Linked DNA regions of Mus musculus: regions 2 and 3 are each linked to region 1. Evidence: chromatin contacts called from public HiChIP or PLAC-seq data. All regions are on one chromosome and are shown on one strand. The core of a region is the stretch at or near the end of the contact, and the rest is flanking DNA. Distances in the headings are between cores, read along the strand shown.

Region 1 (3,845 bases), core at 259-2,758:
GCCGAGGACTCAGGCCCTCTCGGTGAAGCCTCCCAACACTGGAGTGTTGAAAAGGCTGGGAGGAGCTGACACAGACTGGAGTTGCTCAAGCCCGGGGCTGCACAGAAGGATCCACTGGTTGCAAAATGCCACAATGAAGCATTGTGTCGGGGGCAGAAATCACAGCACCCACATCAGCCCCCTCAGCTGCCCACAGAGACCCAATCAGCAGACTCCAGTCACACACCCAAGTTTGTGTGTGTTGGCTAAAAGTAACCTGCCCAGCCCAACCACTTCCCACCTGGGTAGCCTTGAGCAAGGTAACAAGACTTCTCTCTGCCTCCATTTCCTGGAAAGGAGACAAGGACAGACACTTAGGATTGCCCTATGGGTTCCACGTCCATGAGATCCACACTTGGGAAAAGGTTGATTACTGAGAGAAGGTAGCTGTCATCAACCTATGCCACAAACATTCCCTGAGAACCTTCTAGGGCCAGCCCCTGGACTGTAAAACCAGGAGTGGAACATGGAGCGTTTGCTCAGCCCTCCCCTGCAGGGATCACCATCCACTGGGGAAAACACACTCAGAACTGCCAGAGAGATGAGGAGGAGGAAACTAGGCAGCAAAGGTGGAGGACGACAGACTCCCTGGGCTGCCTAAATGGGCTGCTTCGCCAAGGAGGAGACTGAAAGGAGCCACACAGAACTGAATGGACTCGACTCAGAGGTCAGGATGGGTCCAGGGCTCCCCGTGTACATTCTCATCCAAGTACCGAGGCTACAGGGCCATGAGGGGTCAGGCAGGACCCCAATGGCAAATGCTAACCATTTACCACCTCCTCAGCTCTGCTCCAATCTTCAGCACACAAGTAAGGGAGCCCCACACCATGGTAAGCAAAGCACAGAGGGAGCAAGTGACTGCCGACCGAGTTCCTCTGGGAACCCACATTGCAACCAGATTTTCCAGTTGCGGGCTGTGCAGACTCAAGCCCCCAAGAGGTCTCATCTCTGCACAGTGCCTGCCAGCCTCACCAACATCTGAGCGCCTAACATATCCTGAAAGGAAAGAAAGAAAAAAAAAAAATGGATTTCCTTCTTCTAACTCAGCTTCATTAATTACAATGCAAGTCCAACACATCAGAGAAGCAGCAGTCCCCCAAAAGTTTAGGGCAGAAAAACCTGGCTGGACAAGGAGTTCAAACGCCCCATTTCAATGATGAGAACATTAAGCCCCGGAAGAGAAAGCCGACTATCCAAGGTCAGGGAGCAAACCCGGAGGGAGCCAAAACAGAAAGCCGGCTCGGCGCGGCCCGGCCCGGCGTCTCCCACCGTACCTGGCCTCGGGCTTGGGCAGCAGGCTCCCCGATCTCTGCCCTCTGGCCTTGGGGTTCCTTTACCCCAGAAATCACCCGCCCTGCCCTGCAGATCCCACGCCTGACGCGTGGGGCGGGAAGAGGTCACCCGAGCCTGAGCGGAGGGACGCGCACGCAGGCCCCGCGGCCCCAACCCCCGAGCGCGGGAGCGCGGACGCGCGGGCACGCGCACGGCTCGCGCACACTCACCGCCGCGCTGCCGCCCGGGCCGCTCAGGGTCAGAGGTTCCATGCCCCTTGTACGCCGCGGCGTCCCGGCGCCGCCGCCCCCGCCGTCCCCGCGCGCCCTTTTTGGGGCGCGTCGCCCCAGCCGGTCTCCGCCGAGTCGCCCTACGGCAGGAGCGTCTCTCGGGCCGAGCCCGGAGCGTTTCATCAGCCACGCTCCCCCAGGGCGCCGGTAGGGGCCCTGCGCCCGCCACGTGCATGAGATCTGAGCTCGTCCCTGCAGTGAAGGAGCGGGGCGGGGAGGCCTGTCCCGAGTGACAAAGTCATGGGATCCGATGCATGAGGCACACTCGGGACCAGAAGTTTCTTCCAGGCTTGTTTTTAATGAAAAACGGTGTTCAGTATTGAAAGCGTCGGTGTAGTCTCCACTTTGTATCTGCGTTTTCTTTAAAAATCTTTAGTTGAGACAGTGCTGTGAAATTGTGTGAGATCTTTACGAAATAATGTGTGAGGTGTTCAAACACACACTTGCACACCCCGCTCCTTGAGATTTAAAAGGATCTGTGATGGCCTGCTTCTTTTTCCAGGTAAATCACTAGTCTTGGGTTCACCTTGGTGGGTTGTTCTGACAACAGCAGACCTGGCTAACTACATGTACTTTTCTTTGGAGTACGTGTTTATATCCTATTAGCCACCAAACATTGTCTTTCAACAAAGACGGTGGGCACTTGGTTGCTGCACCAACAGCCTGGTTTCTTTTTCAGGGGATCGATGAATGCACAGGTGGTTCCCACCCTTGCTTACAGGAAGGACTAGGGCAGTACATGCCACTGCCCTTGTCTCTACAAGTGGTCTTGTACACACAGAGAGACACAAACACATTTCTTCCTTTTAACAACTCTTGAGGACTTCCAGACCACAGGACTTACATGTGCCTGCAGGATGTTTCCAGGCAGCGAGAATGAATTGAAAACCCAAATTAGCATATCCCATGGAGGTGCCCACGGGGACAAGTGAGGATCAAGGTGGCAGGCTACTGAAAATGAACTTATCTGTGAGCAAATCAGCACTGAGTACCTGCTCTGTGCCAGCCTTGCCCTGGGCAGTAGAAAACAGTTCGTGGGAGCCTCCCATGTAGTTTGATCAACTTGCTAAACAGTAATGTAGAGGCCTGGGAACAAAAGACCCAAGGGTGCTGAGACTTCTAAATGCTGACCCGGCTATTGAAAAGGAAACAGCAACAAGCTGTGGCCTAGCCCCGCCCCACCCCCAACCCTGCCTGTGAAGCAACCCTCCTCAATGTCAGAGATGCCCTACTGCCTTCCCACCAGCCTGTCTTCACTCTCCACGGGCCAGCAGTTTTAGGTCGACACACCAGCCTCCTACAGGTACACAAACGGAACTTGGGAAGCGGCGGACAGAGCTGTACTGGTGCACTATGTAGCTGCCTGTGTGCTTGGACAGCTCTGCCCACTCATTCAGGAAAGTCAGGGACTCCTGCTGATGTGAGAGGCTGCAAGGGCGAAACGTTGAGTACTTAGTGTTCTGACTAGCAAGTGCACCCTTGCAGCAACACAAGTGTTTGCATACCTGAAATCCTGGGATAGGGGCGGGGGTGGGGGCCGGAATTCAAGGACATTACAACCAGGGAAACAGACTGCAGAGCTGACTTTAGTAGTGACTGCTTGATGGGAGTCTCGGGCATTTGTGAGGATTTCGATGTGCACTACCTGCAGCCTACACCGGATGAGTCACTGCCCTCTCTCCAAACCCCAAGCTCCATAAATAGAGCACCTCTCACTTCCTCCTGCCCTCCATTCTTTCACTTCCAGGTCCCAGTGTTTGCCTCAGGTCTTCCCTGTCCATCTGGAAGATCAGTGCCAAACCCATTCTCATCACCTGACCGGCCTATTCTTGGGTCTTGGGTGACAGGGCCCTACTTCTGAGAGCCCTGTCCTGCCCTAGGCCAAGGGCTGTCCTCCTCACTGGTTCCCATTCAACCTACAGTTATCCCTATTATGACCACTGGCTCATTCTTTCCCTGACAGCACAAACTTCGAGTCCTAAGGCCATTACATAGCTACCCAGTGCCCAACGGACAGGCTTTTGTTAAACACATCTTAATACATGGATGAAGTAAAAGAATTCTCCCCAGAATGGACAGAATTTCCAGAAATGCAGCAGCAGCAGCAGCAGCAGCAGCAGCAGCAGCAGATGGGATCGGAGGGAGCTTCAGAGAGCACCTGAAGAGCTAACTGGGCTGCCAGTTACATTCACTGACTTTCTAGCTTTCTTGCCATGGGCTGAACAAACTGATCAGATCACACAG
Region 2 (3,596 bases), core at 77-2,576, 260 kb before region 1:
AGGATTATTTGAATAGCATCAAAAAGATATCAACATTCTCCTTAGTAAAAAATGTGAGAAAAATTGTGTATACACACACACACACATATATAAACTTATCATTGGTTCATGTGCTTTATTTCATACTTAAAAATTAGGATACAGAAAATGTGGTACATCTACACAATGGAGTACTACTCAGCTATTAAAAAGAATGAATTTATGAAATTCCTAGCCAAATGGATGGACCTGGAGGGCATCATCCTGAGTGAGGTAACACATTCACAAAGAAACTCACACAATATGTACTCACTGATAAGTGGATATTAGCCCCAAACCTAGGATACCCAAGATATAAGATATAATTTGCTAAACACATGAAACTCAAGGAGAATGAAGACTGAAGTGTGGACACTATGCCCCTCCTTAGATTTGGGAACAAAACACCCATGGAAGGAGTTACAGAGACAAAGTTTGGAGCTGAGATGAAAGGATGGACCATGTAGAGACTGCCATATCCAGGGATCCACCCCATAATCAGCATCCAAACGCTGACACCATTGCATACACTAGCAAGATTTTATTGAAAGGACCCAGATGTAGCTGTCTCTTGTGAGACTATGCCGGGGCCTAGCAAACACAGAAGTGGATGCTCACAGTCAGCTAATGGATGGATCATAGGGCTCCCAATGGAGGAGCTAGAGAAAGTAGCCAAGGAGCTAAAGGGATCTGCAACCCTATAGGTGGAACAACATTATGAACTAACCAGTACCCCGGAGCTCTTGACTCTAGCTGCATATATATCAAAAGATGGCCTCATCAGCCATCACTGGAAAGAGAGGCCCATTGGACTTGCAAACTTTATATGCCCCAGTACAGGGGAACACCAGGGCCAAAAAGGGGGAGTGGGTGGTCAGGGGAGTGGGGGTGGGTGGATATGGGGGACTTTTGGTATAGCATTGGAAATGTAAATGAGCTAAATACCTAATAAAAAATGGAAAAAAATTTAGAATCAGATTATATTCCCGGATGTAAATAGTAAGACAACAAAGTCTCACATCCACAATATGAAAATCCCCAAGTGGCCATTGAAAAGACAAATCATCTTCGAATGGACATTTTGGATCCATTCAAATGCCTATTGAGCTAATGATTTGAACAAGGCTTCAATAAAGAGATTGCTGTGTGTCTGGGGTGTTAATAATTCCCTGTTAGTATTACTAGGACATCAAGGAAATGGGCATGAAAACCACAATGTGATGTAACTATACTCCCACAAACTGACTGAAATCAAGCCACTGCCAACACTCAACACTTGGTGGTGAGGATGTGGAACAACTGAAAATCTTATTCACTGCTAGAGGAAATGAAAGTGATACAGTTATTCTGTTGCACTGTCCAGCAGGGTTCAACCAAAGCAATACCCGTGCTTGTCTTGTGATCCAACCACTCCACATCTAGGCTCATTTTACAAACAAATCAGGCCACATGGACACAAAAGAACAGATAGGGCCATGCTTGTAACAGTTTCATTCATAATAATCCTGCGATGGTTAATATTGATTGTCAACTTGAAAATGTCTATAATCACCTAAAGGGCAAGTCAGTTGTATAGCTAATTCCTCCAAATTAAAATATTTCTTCCTGGAGGGACAAGAGGACTTCACAAGACTCAGGAAGTAAAACTCACAAAGCTTGAGAAGCAAATGAAATTCACAAGATCCATAACCGCTTTCACAATTATATAAATAGCAACAATTGCTCCTGAGAGGAGTCACTGAGCTGCCTGAAATTTGTGAAAATAGCTCTAGGTATTCAGCTTCCATGAGTCAACCACACGTTACAAACAATGGGATTTTTTTTTTTTTTTTAGTGATTTAGTTGTCTTTGGATCACCCATACTCCAGAAATAACTCCGCAGCCCCCAGTCTGTTAGTAACCCCAGGAACTCACCAGTTTGCTAAGCCAGAACTGGACAGGATTACTTATCTAGTCCTCAGGGCCTTATCTGGAGTGAATGAACACTTTTTTCATTTATGCACAATTTTATTTATATACAACTGATCCCAAACAATTTACAAAACTAAAGCTGAGTTGAGGAGGAGGAGTTACATAGTTCCTATGATGGATTATGAGATAGGTAACTAACACTGACCCATGTGGGTTGACCCAAGATGGCTGCTTTTCCCATATGCTAAAGAATGGTGTGCTTGCTTGTTGTAGAAGTGCTGTTATGCTTGACAACAGATGCCATCAAGACAAAGCCACCTGAGAGTGGAGCATCCTTGGTGGAATCCTAAAGTACTCACCTTCTTCTACTTGTTATGGAGTGACATTCATTGATGTTCACTATACAAATATGGAGATTCCCCCAGCACTGCCAGTAGACTAGAGAAAACCTTACAGTCTCTGAAAGTAGCACAAACAGAAAAAGATTATAAGCAAGTTGTGGAGTCAATTGCAAGGCCATTATTCTAGGTAATAAGATATAGAACAGATGTCTGTTTCCTGTAGCTTGTCTTTTGTGACTTTGTGGATTATTCTTTATTCTACCTTTCTTCACTCCCTTTCTTCCACCCTTTCAACCCCTTAATAAGAGAAAAAAAGAGTAGAGGAGGGAGAAGAGATCCCTGACTAAAGTCAGGAATTGGAAATCTGGTGTGTGTGTGTGTGTGTGTGTGTGTGTGTGTGTGTGTGTGTGTGTGTGTGTGTGTTGAGGGAGTGGTTTATTGCTAGATTACTTCCTGCTGATTTGGGTCATTGAGTTACTTGGGTCAAGTTTGACCTTCACCATCAGAATATCTAATTTTATTTTCTTTCTTCTATGCTCATGGCTACTTAACAAACTGTGACCAACAACAAGTAACCAACAACTCACCAACAATCCCCCCACTTCTTAAGACCCTAGGACATTTATATACCCTCTAAAAAGTCCCCAGAATTTCAAACATCACCCAGTCACAGAAACTATCTGCATCTGGAAAAAAAAAATCACACCTCTGCTAGAGCACGGGCAAGGCATAGTCAGCTTCTGTAGACAATCTGAAGCACCCCATATGCTACATCTGGGAATAAGATGGAAACACATCTTATATTTCTATGATTTTTTTAAGGAAATCAAAGTTCCAGAATTGTCACTACAATTTTCCCAAAAGAAAACGCCTTTGTGAGTGAGTGATTGCAATGTGGGAAAGGCCTGTAGATACCATTGGCCTCTGATTTGCAAAGGCAGTGGGAAAGAGAAAATGAGATCAAGCATTGGTTTACCATTTCTTTCAGAATGCCAAATACAATGGAGTGTAAATTAGATATACGCCATCTGCCTCAATAACAGAGGAAGGGTGATCTAGAATTTAGCATGCAGACAAAGGGTCTTAATAACAGTGTAGTACAAGAAACTATGACATGTTTTAGCATCTGAACTTCTTGAACTGAGAAAGACTTTTAACTCAGCAATTAAAGAGCCTCCTATTGCCCTAGCTTATGTGGCTAAGGGACATAGGAGCAGATGGAATTAGACTGAATACTGTGGATGCAGAGAAACTGAGCAATGTAACTACTGCTCCCTAGAGACAATGAATGCATAAAATGTAGTGATATAAGAAAAACAGGCCCTG
Region 3 (3,575 bases), core at 204-2,703, 280 kb before region 1:
TGCCCTTAGCACTGGTCCAGCCAGAGCTACAGAAGGAAATAAGAGAGATGGTCTAGTTGACTCCACTCAGCAAATGCATCTTCTTGGCTGATCAGTAGGAGAGACTAAACAGTAGTCTCTGCCAGGATGTGTTTTAAAGGACAACTGGCTTGATAGAGGCAGGGCATTCCACTTGACAGGAACCAGAGGTATGCAGGTGGAAGCATATCCATGTAGTTGTGTACTGGAGCTGCACGTCTCCAAACTTGTGTAGAGTGGGGGGAAATCCGTTTGGGCATTAGAGTCACACTGACTGAGTTTTGATCTCCACCCTACTAGCAACTAGATGTGTGGCTGAGAACAAGCCAGTTAACCCTTTCTTATTCATCTATTTATTTATTTATATTCCAACTGCTGCACCCTCATCCCATTCCTCCCTCACAGAGTCCTTCTTCCCATTTCCCCTCCCCTTCTCCTCTAGGAGGATGCTCCCCCACTCCTCACCCATATATCCCCTCCCACCCTGGAATATCAAGTCCCTGCAGGATTAATTATGCACATCCTCTCCTGCTGAGGCAATACAAAGCAGTCCTCTGCTTCATACTTCATACGGCATCTGCATCTGTTTCAGTCAGCTGCCGGGTAGAGCATCTCAGAGGACAGTTATGCTAGACTCCTGTCTGCAAGCACAACATGGCATCCGTAATAGTGTCAGAGATTAGTGTTTACCCAAGGGATAGGTCTCAAGTTGGGCCGTTATTGTTTGGCCATTTCTTCAGTCTCTGCTCCATCTTTGCCCACCCTCCAGTTAAACTTTTAAAACCTATAGTTTCTAATGTAAATAACAGAGATAACTGTAAACTATCTCTCATGGGATGATTGTAAAAATTAAATCTCTTATGGGATGCTTGTAAAAAAATGTAAAAATGAAATCATGGCTGTAGCATGCTCAGTAAAACATTACAGAAATAGTCAACATTAGTTATGATGGTGGTAGTGGTGATGACATTTATTACTATTAAGACACAGAATAAAATGAGGGAGGGTATGGGCTGATACTGGAGAGATTGGGAGGAGTCAAAAGCCCATCAGAGCTGTAGGGAACATAAATTAGAAAGTGATTCACAGCAAAGAGAGTCCGATTTGCATCTCTCTGGTTTCTTTTGGTTGATGTTCTACAGTCCCAAAGATGAGATTGGACAACAGTCACACTTCCTTAGACTATTACACTTTGGGATCAAATTTCTGGTTATACACATCCACGAGTATGTGCAGGGCAGCAACAAGCCTCACAAGAACACTGCTTAGATGATAATTATGGGCTAAGATCTAGAGAGTGGAAGCTGGCCTTCAGCCTTTGATGGGCCAGAAGCCCCGTGTGAGTCCAGAACAGCTAGAGATGAATACTGCCCCTACTTCTGCTGGGGGTTCCTCTAGTAGTGAGCTTGCTCAGACAGCAGAGGGAACCCTTCACTCAGCTTCTAGCTGTTCTCGGGGCCCCAGGGTCTTTCTCGAATGAATCTGGACAATAAGATAAAGGAAGTAACTGGTAGTACCCATGTGTCTCTGTTTAGTTTCTGTTTCCAGGATCTGTCCGTTGGTGAGTCGGGTGTTGAAGTCTCCCACTATTATTGTGTGAGGTGCAATGTGTGCTTTGAGCTTTACTAAAGTTTCTTTAATGAATGTGGCTGCCCTTGCGTTTGGAGCATAGATATTTAGAATTGAGAGTTCATTTTGTAGATGAACTTTTGGTAGATTTTTACCTTTGATGAGTATGAAGTGCCCCTTCTTGTCTTTTTAGATAACTTTGAGTTGGAAGTCAATTTTATTTGATATTAGAATGGCTACTCCAGCTTGTTTCTTCAGACCATTTGCTTGAAAATTGCTTTCCAGCCTTTTACTCTGAGGTAGTGTCTGTCTTTATCCCCGAGGTGGGTTTCCTGTAAGCAGCAAAATGTTGGGTCCTGTTTGTGTAGCCAGTTTGTTAGTCTATATCTTTTTATTGGGTAATTGAGTCCTTTGATGTTAAGAGAAATCAAAGAAAAGTAATTGGTGTTTCCTGCATGGTACTGGTACAGCGACAGACAGGTAGGTAGATCAATGGAATAGAATTGAAGACCCAGAAATGAACCCACACACCTATGGTCACTTGATCTTTGACAAGGGAGCTAAAACCATCCAGTGGAAAAAAGACAGCATTTTCAACAATTGGTGCTGGCACAACTGGTTGTTATCATGTAGAAGGATGAGAATTAATCCATTCTTATCTCCTTGTACAAAGCTCAAGTCTAAGTGGATCAAAGAACTCCACATAAAACCACAGACACTGAAATTTATAGAGGAGAAAGTGGGGAAAACCCTTAAAGATATGGGCTCAGGGGAAAAAATTCCTAAACAGAACAGCAATGGTCTGTGCTGTAAGATCAAGAATCGACAAATGGGACCTCATAAAATTGCAAAGCTTCTGTAGGGCAAAAGATACTGTCAATAAGACAAAAAGGCCACCAACAGATTGGAAAAGAATTTTTACCAATCCTAAATCTGATAGGGGACTAATATCCAATATATACAAAGAGCTCAAGAAGCTGAACTCCAGAGATTCAAATAATCCCATTATAAAATGGGGCTCAGAGCTGAACAAAGAATTCTCAACTGAGGAATACCAAAGGGCTGTGAAGCACTTTAAAAATGTTCAGCATCCTTAATTATCAGGGAAATGCAAATCAAAACAACCCTGAGATTCTACCTCACACCAGTCAGAATGGCTAGGATCGAAATTTCAGGTGACAGCAGATGCTGGTGAGGATGTGGAGAAAGAGGAACACTCCTCCATTGTTGGTGGGATTGCAAGCTGGTACAACCACTCTGGAAATCAGTCTGGCAGTTCCTCAGAAAACTGGACATAGTACTACTGGTAGATCCAGCAATACCTCCCCTTGACATATACCCAGAAGATGTTCCAACCGGTAAGAAGGACACATGCTCCACTATGTTCATAGCAGCCTTATTTATAATAGCCAGAAGCTGGAAAGAACCCAGATGTCCCTCAACAGAGGAATGGATACAGAAAATGTGGTACATTTAGACAATGGAGTAGTACTTAGCTATTAAAAAATGAATTTATGAAATTCTTGGGCAAATGGATGTATCTGGAGGATATCATCCTGAGTGAGGTAACCCAATCACAAAAGAAGTAACTTGATATGCACTCACTGATTAGTGGATATTAGCCTAGAAACCTATCAAGGAGGAAGACCAACGCATGGATACTTCATTCCTCCCTAGAATAGGGAATAAAATATTCATGGAAGGAGTTGCAGAGACAAAGTTTGGAGCTAAGACGAAAGGAAGGACCATCCAGAGACTGCCTCACCCAGGGGCCCCATCCCATAATCAGCTACCAAACACAGACATTATTGCATACGCCAGCAAGATTTTGCTGAAGGGACCCTGATATAGCTGTCTCCTGTGAGACCTTGCCAGTGCCTGGCAAATATAGAAGTGGATGTTCACAGTCATCTATAGGATAGAACACAGGCCTCCAATATAGGAGCTAGAGAAAGTATCCAAGAGCTGAAGGGGTCTGCAACCCTATA

The links. HiChIP or PLAC-seq counts read pairs in DNA pulled down with a chosen protein or histone mark.
Region 2: a contact with region 1 is called in an H3K4me3 HiChIP or PLAC-seq map of bone marrow-derived macrophages, with 2.7 times the contacts expected there. The contact joins the enhancer-like site here to the promoter of Tmem268 in region 1. A contact is called at or near these places in 2 of 39 promoter capture datasets (the HPC-7 cell line and cranial neural crest) and 3 of 115 datasets of contacts at active chromatin or transcription factors (bone marrow-derived dendritic cells and bone marrow-derived macrophages).
Region 3: a contact with region 1 is called in an H3K27ac HiChIP or PLAC-seq map of bone marrow-derived dendritic cells, with 6 times the contacts expected there. The contact joins the enhancer-like site here to the promoter of Tmem268 in region 1. A contact is called at or near these places in 12 of 39 promoter capture datasets (the 3T3-L1 cell line, cranial neural crest, embryonic stem cells and 7 more), 2 of 15 datasets of contacts at CTCF or cohesin (the NIH/3T3 cell line and large pre-B cells), 14 of 484 Hi-C or Micro-C datasets (B cells, CD4 T cells, CD8 T cells and 8 more), 13 of 115 datasets of contacts at active chromatin or transcription factors (T-cell acute lymphoblastic leukemia, VIP interneurons, astrocytes and 9 more) and 2 of 9 other capture datasets (liver and macrophages).

Annotation. Positions count from the first base shown.
Region 1 is chr4:63,556,426-63,560,270 of GRCm38.p6, reverse strand. It overlaps Tmem268 (transmembrane protein 268), which reads right to left and starts at 1,508. Exons shown (of 10, transcript NM_001356354.1): 1 at 1,314-1,508.
Region 2 is chr4:63,813,626-63,817,221 of GRCm38.p6, reverse strand. No RefSeq gene overlaps it. Among named protein-coding and RNA genes, the nearest start is that of Tnfsf8, 46 kb to the left of the region's middle. Within about 2 kb of position 1,326, at least 21 of the 459 cell types and tissues checked have an H3K27ac peak or open chromatin away from gene starts, as enhancers often do. A contact at or near this core is called in bone marrow-derived dendritic cells and bone marrow-derived macrophages, where this site is marked.
Region 3 is chr4:63,838,534-63,842,108 of GRCm38.p6, reverse strand. All of the region lies in intron 2 of Tnfsf8 (tumor necrosis factor (ligand) superfamily, member 8), which reads left to right. Among named protein-coding and RNA genes, the nearest start is that of Tnfsf8, 21 kb to the left of the region's middle. Within about 2 kb of position 1,453, at least 17 of the 459 cell types and tissues checked have an H3K27ac peak or open chromatin away from gene starts, as enhancers often do. A contact at or near this core is called in B cells, CD8 T cells, Th1 cells and 3 more, where this site is marked.